Linked DNA regions of Ovis aries: region 2 is linked to region 1. Evidence: chromatin contacts called from public Hi-C data. All regions are on one chromosome and are shown on one strand. The core of a region is the stretch at or near the end of the contact, and the rest is flanking DNA. Distances in the headings are between cores, read along the strand shown. Region 1 overlaps LOC121816792 (a long non-coding RNA gene). Region 2 has its middle 14 kb from the start of C16H5orf47.

Evidence for each region. Hi-C and Micro-C count contacts between places; a contact is called where the count stands out from the background.
Region 2: a contact with region 1 is called in a Hi-C map of hypothalamus, with 4 times the contacts expected there. The contact joins two enhancer-like sites. A contact is called at or near these places in 16 of 16 Hi-C or Micro-C datasets (blood, hypothalamus, liver and 7 more).

The regions. Positions count from the first base shown.
Region 1 is chr16:5,506,705-5,513,714 of ARS-UI_Ramb_v3.0, forward strand. All of the region lies in intron 2 of LOC121816792 (a long non-coding RNA gene), which reads left to right. Among named protein-coding and RNA genes, the nearest start is that of BOD1, 9.3 kb to the left of the region's middle. Within about 2 kb of position 3,422, at least 17 of the 54 cell types and tissues checked have an H3K27ac peak or open chromatin away from gene starts, as enhancers often do. A contact at or near this core is called in hypothalamus, where this site is marked.
Region 2 is chr16:5,849,676-5,856,665 of ARS-UI_Ramb_v3.0, forward strand. No RefSeq gene overlaps it. Among named protein-coding and RNA genes, the nearest start is that of C16H5orf47, 14 kb to the right of the region's middle. Within about 2 kb of position 2,511, at least 9 of the 54 cell types and tissues checked have an H3K27ac peak or open chromatin away from gene starts, as enhancers often do. A contact at or near this core is called in hypothalamus, where this site is marked.

The DNA of each region.
Region 1 (7,010 bases), core at 2,172-4,671:
TGAGCCACAGTCAGCTCCGGGTCTTGTTTTTGCTGACTGTATAGAACTTCTCCATCTTTGGTTGCAAAGAATATAATCAGTCTGATTTTGTTATTGACCATCTGGTGATGTCCATGTGTAGAGTCTTCTATTGTGTTGTTGGAAGAGGGTGTTTGCTATGACCAGTGTGTTCTTTTGGCAAAACTCTTCTAAGTATAGGAACAGGCTATTCAAGATTTTTGATACTGCCCTCCACCAAATGGCAGAATATCATCAGTATATTGGCTGTGTTTACAGAGGGGTCAGGTGCAATCCAGTGAGCTGTCCATAATGAATGACTGAACTGGACTAGGAGCCTGGAGCTGAGAGCAGGCCCCAAGGTTAAAGGAAAATCTGTGGGTTGCCTCGGTATCCTTCCAGTCTTGCAGGAGCATTCCAGAGTCCGGGGCTGCATTTAGACACAACGCCCACTTGGGTTAGACAGGTTGTTGGTCCTCATTCATGTTCATGGCGTGGCCCTTTTTCTCCTTGCTTCCATATCTTCATCCAAAGAGCCTTACGAAGTCTTAGGCCATACAGATGTTCATTTTTTAATTGATAGTATACAGCGTTTCTCGAAATTTCCTGTCTGTAGTATATTGGCTACATCTGCACCAAAGGATCTCAGCTGCTTTTTGTTTATTTCTTTGTGATGTTTTCCAGCATCTCTAATGAGTGACTGGAGCCAAACACACACTCAGGCTTTAATAAGCAGGTGTCCTCAGCACCAATCAGTACTATCACTGTCTCTCCCTCCAAATATGCATCTTAGATAACATGTCCGGCTCAAATGTTTTTAGCACATTGTCTTTTCAAATTATTATTACCAAAGGATGCTTAGTGAAAGAGGCAATCTGATATAATGTAAGAAAAGAATGGGAAGTTTGAAATCTGCATTGAGTTTGGATTGGGAACCTCTCTTATCACGTGTGTGACCCTGAAGAATCCATGAACCAGTCTGAGCCTCAGTTTGCTCATCTGTAAAATGAGCGTAATAATACTTGCCATTTGTTGTTGTGAAACAGATAGTTTGTATGCAGAACCTGACACATAGTTGGCACTCAATAGCTAATAGCTAATAATATGGTCTTGATACAACTTCTTAGTGTACTCAGTTGTAGTCTGTTATTGGGCAGAAATCTTGATTAATATGTGTTTATTTTATTATTACTATTTTTTAAGTATTTATTTTTATTTGGCCACTCCACGTCGTCACTGTAGCATACGGGATCTTTTAGTCTCAACATGTTGAATCTAGTTCCCTGGTCCGGAGTTGAACCTTGGCCCCGTGGTTAGGAGGGTGGAGTCTCCGGGGAAGTCCCAATATGTATTTAGAATTATACTTATTACTTGCTAGTTTCAGTCTTTGGATTACATAGGGAACCGCTTAGCCAGTCCCTAAACTGATGGACTCAGGGAAGCCAGATTCATGGCGGGGCCGCCCACGCCGTTGCTGTTGGCATCTGGATCCGTTCTGTCTGTTTGCTGTTTTCACAGAGACAGTGCTATCTGTCATCCTCCAGTGACTCCCCTGTCGAGTCATATGCTTCTAGTTGCCTACCCAGTATCTATCCCCTTTCTTATCATCAGAACCCCGTTTTATCTGGGGCTTCCGTGTGCCCTGTTAAAGTGTCTGCCCTAGATTCCTTGGGTTGCCAAGGGTGACCGTAGGTGTCCGTTCTGGCCGAGGAGACAGAAGCTGAGGGTGTCTGGGAAGGCTTTGTCTTGCTGATGGGCCTCTGCCCCATCCTGCTGTCCGTATGGAGGTGCAGCAGTCCTGAACCAACACCCCGAGGGTTACTTGTGGGGCACGTAACTGGTTCTGGCCAGTGAGCTGTAAGCAGAAGGGATTCGTGTCCCTTCTAGGCTGCGACATTTAAGTACTAACATGAGACCCTCCAAGAATTCTCCTTTCACCTGCCATGATAACTAGCACAATTTGAGACAGTGGCTAATCTATCATCCTGGGCCCAAATGAGAGGTCATGGAGTAGGGGCTCCAGTTGGCCCCTAATGGACCAGCAAGATTGAAAAATAAACCTTGGTTGTTTTGAGCCACTGAGATTGTGGAGTTGTTTTTTTACTGCAGCATAATCTAGCCCATCCTGACTGATACAAATCTGACCACATTGCTCCACTAAATCCATCATTGTGAAATGACTGAACATTGAAACTAACAAATGATTGGCTAAAAGCGTGAATGAATCAGCTTCCTTCTCCTGGGCCCCATCCCTTCAGATCATGTCTAGGAATGACTATAAATCCACCTAGCTCACTACGTATACCTTTGTAGATGTCTTTGGTTAGTCTTTCTTCAACTGTGGTGTTCATCAAAATTCCCTGAGGACCTCATTACAAATACAGATGCCCAGCCATCCCTCAAGTCCACAGAATCGTTCCCAAGAGGTGGGTCATGGCAATTTGCATTTATAACAAGTTTCCTAAGAGATTCCGACAATGGGTTTGGATCAGGAACGTTTGCCTGTTTGGGTAGAAAATTCCGACCCCCATCAACAAGCCCAAAAGGGTGATTATCTTTTGGCATGTTGGTTTTTTAGCTTCTCTTTGTCATCCCCACCTCAACCTCTACTCCCAACTCTTACCCTTGTTCCCAGCTGGCCACTTATACCTAAGTGATTACCTTTGGTTGACGGTGCCCTTGAAAATATCCTTGACATCTCCCCTCTGGCTCTTGCATCTCTTGTCTGTAAAGAGAAGCACGTTCATACCTTGAGGGAGGTCATCAATAGTGGTTCCTGAGAATGGAAGTGGTTACAAAGGGTACAGAGGGGTGCAGGTAACTGCTCAAGGCAGCCGTGGGGACGTCCCACAGAAGGTAGCGTTCAAGCAGGGTCCTCATGAATGTGGTGGGTGTTGCCCTTCTTTATGGAAGTGCCTTTGAACATGTTCGTTCATTTGGGCCATCCCTGCCTGTGGGTCTCTGTAGGATGGGGAGACCTCTTCTATCTGGCAGCCCAGAGACTTGATTTCCCCGCTTCCTAAGCATATGGTTTCCACTCCAGCCATTAGAGGCCGCTGTGGCACTTGGTGCAGCAGGTGGCAGGTGAAGAAAGCATGTTCCATGCCGGGAGGTGGTGTCCTGCCTTCAGAGGGCCGTGGTGGGGGGTCCCACAGGGGTGTCCAGTATCTGTGCAGTCCGTGTCAGAGGCACCTGATGCTGTTCTGAGCCAGCACTGGGGCGGTGGCGTCTCCGTGGAATGTCCAGTGCTGTGATTTTAGGGGTGACTCCTGTCCACGTCGTCTCCAGGCTTGGATCTCTGGCCCGCCCAGGGATTCCAGGAGCCACTCGTATTCCTATTTTGGGGGGTGGGGGTTGCTGTGCTGAGTCTTCGTTGTGCAGGACTTTCTCTAGCTGTGGCCAGCAGGGGCTGCTCTCTACTGTGGTGTGTGAGCTTCTCACTGCCTGGCTTCTCTTGATGCTGAGCACAGGCTCCAAGGCACCCGGGCTTCAGTGCTCGCGGACCCTGGGCTCTAGAGCACAGGCTCCGTAGTTGTGGCACACAGGCTCCGTCGCCCTGCGGCGTGTGGGATCTTCCCGCATCAGGAATTGAAACCCCTTGTCTCCTGCATCGGCAGGCGTAGTCTTCACCACTGAGCCATCAGAGAAGCCCCACCCCGTGTTCTTTGCTGCATAACTTTACTGATTAAAGCAGCCAGAGTTCATGTCTGTTGCAGCTGAAGGACCTTTCCTGGATGAGTACATAGAGAGGAGAGAGGATCAGAGCCCCACCCAGGCAGAGGGTTCCAGCTTGAGCAGAGGCCCAGGATCTTGAAGAGCATTGGATATATTCTGTAGAGGGATGCCAGTCCCGTGGGGTTGCAGAACACGTATTTGGGGTGGAGTGGGGACCAGCAGGCGATCAGGTGGATGAAATAAGCTGGGAGCTCAAATGCTACCATTTCAGGAATTAAATTTGACCTTGGAGTGGAAACAGTGGGCTTTAAATAGAACAGGAGTACCAGATCCAAAATTGACAAAGATTACTCTGGGACAACATGGGGTGTGATTGGACCTGGTGGAACTGGGGGCGGGGAGACGGATGAGGAAGCGGCAAGAAGTATCTCATGTGGTGGATGCTGGCTAGGGCGTCCCTGCCCCTTGAGATCTGGCTCAGACTGCTCACTCCTTCCTTGTCACTGCCCACCCCGCCCTCCGCCCACCACCACTATCCTAGGCCCTGCAGAAGGCCAAGCCTGACCCCGCGACACAATTTCTGCAACTTCTCCATGATCACTGCTGCATCAGAACTCCAGCCTCTACTGTGTTCCTTTTAGTTTATGGATTTTCTTGTGAAATGCAGCCCCTTGATTCCTTGACATGGATTGAAGTTCTGAGAGTATCAGAGGGGAGACTGACATTTCAGCAACATTAAAAACAAACTGCAAATTGTACTATCAACCTGCTTGTTCTTAGACGACTTTATATGTCCCGAGGGATTCATGGTCAGCTGTTTCTCCCCATGGGCGCATCAGCCTCTGTCCCAGCGCGTCACCTCCTCTCTGCCCTTACCCACTCCGTCTCATCTTCACTCCCTGCCTCGTGGTTTGCCTATGAAATGCCGAGTACTCCTGCCTGACAGGCTGCCCCACAGATGATGCCTCTCAAGCCCTCTCTTCCAAACCCAGTTCCAGGCCCATGAAAGAGGCCATCGGAACATGAGGTCACACTTTTAACAAGCCCAATGCTCCTTCGAAGACAAGAGTGGTTAACAGTTACTTTTCTGCCTCTACAATAGATTTTCGCAGTTGAATTTTGCTTTTATCAATAGTAATTATAAACCAGAAAATAACAGAAGTTCGTGTGTCTGATGGAAAAGTCTGGAGGAAGACTGACAGGGCAGCTCCCTGACCTTTAGCCTCCCAGGCTCCTCTGCCATTGTGAAAGCTCTGACCCAGGAGGGCTGCTTAAGCGCTGCGGAGCAGGTTGGGAAGTGTAGCTGGACCTCTGGTACAACCCCTGGTTAAAAATTGGTGTACGTATTCTTGAGGAAGAAGTGGCAAGTGGGTATCGGGAGGAAATAGTGGTTTGTGCTGTATCAAGGAAACCCACTTGTCTCAGAAGTTCCACCTGCGCTTTTTCCTGGACTGGATCTTGGAAGAAGCTTAAATGTTTAGTCTGTGGGTTGTGGGGCACAATGGTCCCAATAGTTGCTCTCACTCCTTTGGAAGTGTCAGCTCTGCAGCTTTAGGAAGGGCTGGGGCACAAGGCCACTCAGGAGTCAGCAGATGCCGCTCACAGTGCCCCACTCCCTGCTTTCCTGGGGCTCAGTCTGGCAGGCACCTCTCTGCAGCTGAAACAGAGTGGGGCCCAAGAGGCCTGTGAACACACCAGAAATCTCAGCTCTTGTTGCTCACAGAGGGTTTATTTCCAGAGGGATCCTGGGGCTACCGAGAAGTGCCTTTCTGGGGAGACAGTGCAGCCGCTGAAGAGCCTGTGGGGGAGGACAGCGTTGCTTCCTGCCTGAGCTCCAGGAGCCTGGGTCAGCTCCTGGCGCTGGCTTCTCCTAGCCTGTCCAGGACTTCATTGGTGGGCTGCGCGCTGAGCATTTGCTGCTGCCACTTGCTGCTAATATTTGAGTGGACTGCTTCCTGGGATCACACTTCAAAGTGGGGTTTTCCTCCATTTTTAGGGGTGCTAGAGAAATGTACAGGTCCCAGTGGGTCAACCTAAAATGAAAGCCAGGTCTCCTGCCTTCATTCCAGTGCCATTTTCTTCTCTTCCCTCCCGAGGAAGGCTCTGGTTGGCAGGTTCCATTTAGTGGGCTGTGGACATCACCAGGTATTCTCAGCTGTCTGCCTTCTAGGCCCAAGGCAGTATTGTACATGCTGGTCCCAGGCAGGGCCATGTGACTAGTTCCAGCCAATGAGCCAGGAGTAGAGTGATGTCACTTTTGGACTAAACTCTGTAATAACTGCTCCAGATCGCTCTCTCTGGCAGTGATGATGGATGCTCCGTTAGCCTGGGCTCTGGGTGACCTAGAGCAGAGCCCTCAGCTGACCCTTGATGGAGCTGTAGAGTGATCAAGAAATAAGTCTTTGGTGTTTTAAAGTCATTCAGATATAGGATTTTTTTGTTGTTGTTACCTGGCCTGACCTGACTTTACCTGCATATGTACCATCTGCTTGGTTACTTGGCATTTCAGTACCCTTCCTATTGTGGGGGTAACCTCCACCCTCTGAGATTTGTTGGGCAGCAGAAGGTGGAGGTGCCCAGTGCACGCTGTCCCAGCTCCCCTCGCAGCCCGGGTGCAGGCACATGGCCAGGGTCAGCAGAGGCAGCGCCGGCGGTGGCGCCACGGGCCGTGTGTCTGCAGCAGCTGCAGTGGTGCCGTTGCTGGGCTGGTTTCGTTGCAAGAGTTTGAGCTGTGATTCTGGCTGTGTGACCTCCCTTTATTCCTGCCTACCTTCTCAGCCTCGCTCTCCACCCTTCCTGTCTCATCTGTGAGCTGCTCAGCATCCTTTTAATAAATTTGCTTTCAGTTTAAATCACCCATACTTCATTTATGTTGCGTGCAACTAAGAGCCTTGGATGGATACAACCAAATAGAGGGCAGCGTGGGGTGGCACAGGAGCCAGGAGCTGGAAGGAAGGATCTGGCAAAATGAGCCTGACTTTTCTCCCTTGCACAAATTGCTTCTCTGGGCGCAACTTTTGTCTGTCTTAGGCCAGAGCAAACCAAAGTGCTGGGTAGGAGCTCTGGTTAGACTTGGTCAGCCTTTTGGGCACGTGAACCTCACTTTTCTTATCTGTAAAAGGGCCAATGACAGGACCTCAGTTATAGGGAAGTTGTGAGGCATGTATTTGAAAGAGAATATATTTGAGGAAGTTCTGGGAACCATAAAACAAAACCCCAGTGCAAGTTCACCACGTTATTCTTCTGTGTTAACTTGCCCAAATATATCCAGCTGGGGAATCGTGGATGGCACAACAGGTTAAATGAAACCCATTCTTCCTGATGCCACTGTTCTGTCA
Region 2 (6,990 bases), core at 1,261-3,760, 340 kb after region 1:
TCAGACGTGGGGTAGCTCCTCTCGGCTGCCCTCTCTGTATGCCGTCACAGCCGCCCGCATGAACTTCCAGATGGTCAAGCTGGTTTTAGAAAAGGCAGAGGAACCAGAGATCAAATTGCCAACATCCATTAGATCATTGAAAAAGCAAGAGAGTTCCAGAAAAACATCTATTTCTGCTTTATTGACTATGCCAAAGCCTTTGACTGTGTGGATCACAAGAAACTGTGGAAAATTCTTCAAGAGATGGGAATACCAGACCACCTGACCTGCCTCTTGAGAAACCTGTATGCAGGTCAGGAGGCAACAGTTAGAAGTGGACATGGAACAACAGACTGGTTCCAAATAGGAAAAGGAGTATGTCAAGGCTGTATATTGTCACCCTGCTTATTTAACATATATGCAGAAAAATGCTGGGCTGGAAGAAGCACAAGCTGGAATCAAGATTGTCGGGAGAAATATCAATAACCTCAGATGCAGATGACATCACCTTTATGGCAGAAAGTGAAGAGGAACTAAAAAGCCTCATGATGAAAGTAAAAGGGGAGAGTGAAAAGTTGGCTTAAAGCTCAACATTCAGAAAACGAAGATCATGGCATCTGGTCCCATCACTTCATGGGAAATAGATGGGGAAACAGTGTCAGGCTTTATTTTTTTGGGCTCCAAAATCACTGCAGATGGTGACTGCAGCCATGAAATTAAAAGACGCTTGCTCCCTGGAAGAAAAGTGATGACCAACCTAGATAGCATGTTGAAAAGCAGAGACATTACTTTGCCAACAAAGGTCCGTCTAGTCAAGGCTATGGTTTTTCCAGTGGTCATGTATGGATGTAAGAGTTGGACTGTGAAGAAAGCTGAGTGCTGAAGAATTGATGCTTTTGAACTGTGGTGTTGGAGAAGACTCTTGAGAGTCCCCTGGACTGCAAGGAGATCCAACCAGTCCATTCTGAAGGAGATCAGCCCTGGGATTTCTTTGGAAGGAATGATGCTAAAGCTGAAGCTCCAGTACTTTGACCACCTCATGCGAAGAGTTGACTCATTGGAAAAGACTCTGATGCTGGGAGGGATTGGGGGCAGGAGGAGAAGGGGACGACCGAGGATGAGATGGCTGGATGACATCATTGACTCGATGGACGTGAGTCTGAGTGAACTCCGGGCGTTGGTGATGGACAGGGAGGCCTAGCATGCTGTGATTCATGGGATCTCAAAGAGTCGGACATGACTAAGCGACTGAACTGAACTGAACTGAACTGAACTGAATAATGACTATCTACACTGTTGCAGAGTGCAGGTCCCTGTGCTGGGTGGGAGGCAGGAGTGGGCGGCAGGGTCACTGGCAGCAGGGGGAACCCTCTGATGCTGCCTTCCCACCTCCTGCTTATTCTCACATTTCCACAGGATCTAGCCTGGCAGAGTTGCCATGGTGATGGAGAAAGCAGAGACTCCAGGCCCAGCACCGCATCGCCCAGTTCCTGCTTTCTTCTTCCTACTGGGTGGGGGTTGGGGAATCCATACTGTGTAGCAGGGGCGCTGAGCCTATGCTACCAACGTGAGCAAAACTCCAAGGGGCCATGAGATGGGACTTGTTTTCTGGAATCTTTCAGTTTAGGGAAAGAAGCAGGAAAAGAGGAGTGGGAGCTAGAAAGTAGGCCTTTTGTCTCCCAGCTGGCCGCTCCATTATCCTGCCTTTGAGGAAATATGGTTTTCAGTTCTTCAGTTATTTCCCTTTTGCCCTCACGAATAGCAAATCTCAGGCACTGTGACCCAGGCACTGTGTGGGATAGTAGGGCCTCTTGGGGTCCGTAGGGTTAAGGGTATGGCTCTGGGGTGAGAATCCCTCCCCCCGGCCCAGGGTTTCTGTCCCTTTGCCGCACCTGGCTGAGTGATTTCAGCCACACTAGGTAACCTCTGAGTATTGGTCATCTCATCCATTGGAAGGGGCAAATAATGTCTCCATTATTAGACTGCAGTGAGGATTAAATGAGGCAATCATGAAAAAAAAAAAAAAAAGAAACCCACAAACTATAAACATTAGTGACTCTTATTATCATGACTGTTATTGTCCTAGATATTGACATTGTGGCCGGTAACTATCTTGGGGAAGTCCATTCCCCTCTGTGATATTATACCCAACCCCACCCAAGCTCTGTACAGAGGGGACAGTGATCCTCAGCTACAATGACTGGATCTAGTGAAAGCCGAGTGCTCTGCCCGATGCAGCTGGAGTACCACAGAAATCTGGCTTCGCCAAGCCTTGATAAAGCCCTCCAACAGCTTCCCAAGGCCCTGGAAATAAAATCAGCACATTTTCCCAGGTGTGGGTGACCTGAAAGATCTAGCCTCACTCCCACCCCAACTTCCTCTCCTAACCCTTCTCCATCGCACCTTCCTGCCACAAGGCAGGCCTCCTCTTCCCTCCAGTGCAAGCCACCTTTCATGGGGCAGGGTCTTCCCACTCCTTTTTACCTCCAGTAAGAAATTATCTGCCTGCCCTGCTCCACCCTCTCCCTGTCTTCAGCTCAGCTCAGAACAGAACTGGTTCCTCCTTCACCCTTTGGGGCTTAGATTAAACATCACCTCCTCTGAGATAAATTCCTGAATCACTCTTTCTAAATGCCCTCTGTTCCTGCACTCACCGTCATCACACTTGGTTTGTTATCAGATCTCCTTCTGACTCGCTTTATTACAGTGTCTAATTATCTCAATATATAATTTGCGTACCTGCTTTTTTAGGCGAGGCAGACAAGTGCTGCCTGAATCCTATTTGCGTCCTCAGGACTTGTCTGTGCCTTGCACACCATAAGTGCTTGTTAAATGTTTGCCAAGTGGGTGACTCACAGGATCCTGACGTCCGTTCTCTTTCCAAGGCCAGCTCTCAAAACTGCCACTGAGAGGATGGCTGGGCTGCAGTGGGGCCTCAAGGCTCAGGTATTTCCCAAGCAGGATAGAGATGGGAATGCTTGATAAAGGCAGCTCAGAGTCCTCAAATGCCAGTGGGTGCCAGGTTCAACTGGGGATATTGTTCAAATACGGGTTTTAGTTCTGCCCTGAGAGAGCCCGAGACCACATTTCTAACAAGCTTCTCTGAACATGCTGGAGAAGCCAACACCGAGTCTCTGCAGAAACCTGGGAGACACAAGGACTGGGAGAATGTGGGTGCTGGGTGAAGAGAGTCTGACTGGGTTGTGGGTGCAGCTCCTGGGTTGGAAGTGGGGGCACCCAGGACCTGAAAGGGAGGGTGGAGGACGAGAAAGACCTGGCCTCCTCTGATGCCGGAGCAGACCGATCAGAAACAGTGAGAGGAGGGGAGTTGCTGTGTCTCAGAATCTGCCTTAGCCTCAGAGAGAGAGTGCTAGCCATGAGTTTGTTCATTCATTTATTTCTTCAACAATTATTTTCATATTATTTGTTCTAAGGGTAATGTGGGGATGTGTGTGTGTGTGCTCACTCAGTCGTGTCCGAATCCTTGCAACCCCATGGGCTGCAGCCCGCCAGGCGCCTCTGTCCATGGGATTCTCCAGGCAAGAATACTGGAGGGGGTTGCCATGCCCTCCTCCAGGGGATCTTCCCAACCCAGAGATGGAACCCGAGTCTCCTGCATTGGCAGGTGGATTCTTTACCACTGCGCCACCTGGGGATAAGACACAAAATCTCTGTCCTCTTGGCATTTACATCCTAGAGACAAAGACCTACATTTTGAGCCCTCAGCTGTTTGTGTGTGTGTGTCTGTGTGATTTTGGTGATTCATTTCAGCAATCTGAGCCCTAGTGAAATGTGATGCCCACACCTAGTGTTGGAAGTTGTTGGGTGGATCTTAGGAGATAATGCCTTACAAAGATAAGGGATTATTATTGTTCACAGAATCACTAACCTGAATTTTGAACTTGCATTCTGTTAACCAAAGGTGGCAATTTGCAAAGGAGAATCATATCAAGGAATTTTCTTATTCATTCAATCATTTATATAAGTGTTTGCCCTGTTCTAGGCTCTAAAAATATTGGAGAGACAAAGCCAGCAAAGTCCCTGTCTGTTGGCAGTTATAGTTCAGAAGATGAAATCAGACAATCCACAAGCAGACGTGTACATAAACCAGAAAAAAAATAGTGCTGTTAGTGTTATGAGAAAAACAAAATGATAATATGATGGAGACTGAGCATGGGGCTCTTGAACTGGGAGATTAAAGAAGGTATCTCTGACAGGTAAGATTTAAGCTGAGATGTGAATAGTGAAAGAAAAAACAAACCATGCCAAAATCTAAGGGAAACATAGGCAAAGGAAACAGCATATGTGAAGGTCCAGAGGCAATACTGGGTTTGATATATCTAAGGCAGAGTAGTGCAGCTGGGCTTAGTGACAAGAGAAAAAGGGTCAGGAGATGAGTTCAGAGATGCCAACGGGCCAGATAAGGAAAGGCATTCCTAGCAAGGGTACAGACTTTGGATTTTATCTTTAAATTAGATGGAGAGCCACTGAAGAGTAGCTGAAGTAGAGGGACAGTAACTAATTTGTGACCACTCTGTGTCTAGTCAAGGCTATGGCTTTTCCAGTGGTCATGTATGGATGTGAGAGTTGGACCATAAAGAAAGCTGAGCGCCGAAGAATTGATGCTTTTGAACTGTGGTGTTGGAGAAGACTCTTGAGAGTCCCTTGGACTACAAAGAGATCCAACCAGTCCATTCTAAAGGAGATCAGTCCTGGGCATTCATTGGAAGGACTGATGTTGAAGCTGAAACTCCAGTCCTTTTGCCACCTGATGCAAAGAGCTGACTCATTTGAAAAGACCCTGATCCTGGGAAAGATTGAGGGGAGGAGGAGAAGGGGACGACGGAGGATGAGTTGGCTGGATGGCATCACCGACTCAATGGACATGGGTTTGGGTGGACTCCGGCAGTTGGTGATGGACAGGGAGGCCTGGCGTGCTGCAGTTCATGGGGTTGCAGAGTTGGACACGACTGAGCGAATGAACTGAACTGAACTGGCAATTTCATGGAGAATAGATTGTAGGGGAAGAAGCATGGGAGCAGAAGAGCCATTTAGGAAGGGATGGCAGTGGGTCTGTGAATGATGTTGGTGGGTGACAGAGCCTTTGAGACAGGACAGTGATAGGGCACAACCTTTAAAAGAATGACAACCATCAAGAACACTACATAAACTGGTTAGCACCAACTTGCTGCAAGAGGGCAAACAGCTGACTTCCACTAGACCTTGAGCCTCAATATACTCTTTGTAACATATTAGCAAGCTAAGTGACACACCCACAGGTGCCTTGACAGTCCCGAGGCTGACCATAAAAGGCCAAATAGTGGGCGCTGGCCCAGTTCCTGAAAGAGTCCATCCCTTCCCCAAAATAGTTGGGATAATCCTCCAGTCTTTAGCCTATGAAATTACCCACCCTATAAAAGATGAAAACCCCATACCCTGGCGCCTCTCACCTTCTGAGATGGCCCCCACTCTGTGGGCCCTAAATAAACCTTTCACATTACTCTGGCTCACTCCTGAATTTTCTCCTGTGCGAAGCCAAGAACCCATGCTCAGTGGCCATTCCAGGGACTCGCTGCAGACTTGGGGTGTGACCATCCTCCCTGGCTCCACTTTCTTTCCTGCAACAGCTTGAGCTAGGATGAGGGCAGGAGAAGGGACGGAGTGGGCATGTTAGGGCTGTGTAGGGGAGGAAACGTGGGGAGGGAGGAAGACAGACGAGGACCTGGGCTTTGGCAAAACCCCACATGCTGCACTCTTTTGGGAGGAGACACAATTTACCCTGCGGTGCTAACCCCATTTCTTCGGGCCACACAGCAGCAAAGATAAAACCTTCATGAAAGGAGAGGGAAGCAAGGCCTGTCCTAATCCTACCGGGAGACACAGAAGCTTCAGAAAGAGGGTATCGATTACAAAGGATGATCTTTACCCCAGTCCCCTCCTTGTCCTCTGAAGTCTCATTGAAATGCTTGGCTTGTTCGAAAGGGCACAGAGATCCTGCTTTAACAAGTACCAAGTGGCACTTAGCAGCATTGAACAGGCTCTAATTCTGATTAAGCGTTATTTTGATTTGGAGAGGGTATATGAAAGGAAGATGAGATAGATGGAGGACATAGACAATTCAATTAATCTTAGGGATTGGGCTCAAAAACCAGGAGCTGAGGGGTGTGTGTGAGTTTGTATTGGGTTAGTGTGTTGAGGTGGCAAGGGAAGGGGAAAAGGCTCAATTTCCCTACTATCAAGTCTAGAGTTTCTCTCTCCGCTCCCCATGGGGTGAGGTCCTCGCATCCATTTTGTCCCAACAAACTCAATGTTAGTCTAGGCCCCCAGGGATCCAAGTCCTTTCAGACACAGAAGGCCCCAAATGGAGATAGTTGACATTAAACAGTGGCCGCAGAGATCCAGCGACAGGTATGGGAACAGGTCAAGCCATCACACACCTTTAAGCTTGAGTGCCATTATCACACCCGCCGCTTACAACACACAAAGAATTCAGTCTTAAAAATAATTCCTGGAATTTCCTGGAGAAAAGGATAATTCTGTTACATTGTATTTTGGGGGTTAATGCCATTTATTGGTTTAATGTAAACATTTTAAATATATCACAATTTCTTCATTAATAAAAAAATAAAACTTTTCTCTTGCATCCCTCCTCCTGCCATAGAATTGGCCTGGGTTTCTATGTTTCTTGAAGTCCTGGGGTTACCTTTTTGAAAGTCAGGGCCGGCTTGGCACCAAGAACCGTTCCAGCCCCCAAGCCCATCCCACTCTTAGGAACACAGTGGAAGCTGCCAAAAGCACACGGCAGAGCCTGGAAAGCAAAGGAACATTTCAGGCACAGACGAGGTGGAAAGGCCCTTTTCTGACAGTCATCTGCGGCTCTCTCCTCAGGGGACCATATGTCCCCGTGCCTGCTGCTGGCCAAATGAAAGTCATGACTAGGAATATGCATCCTTTGGTTTTCTGCTCCTGCAGCTGTTTGATGAGAGGTGGCGGAGGGAGGAGCAAATTGTC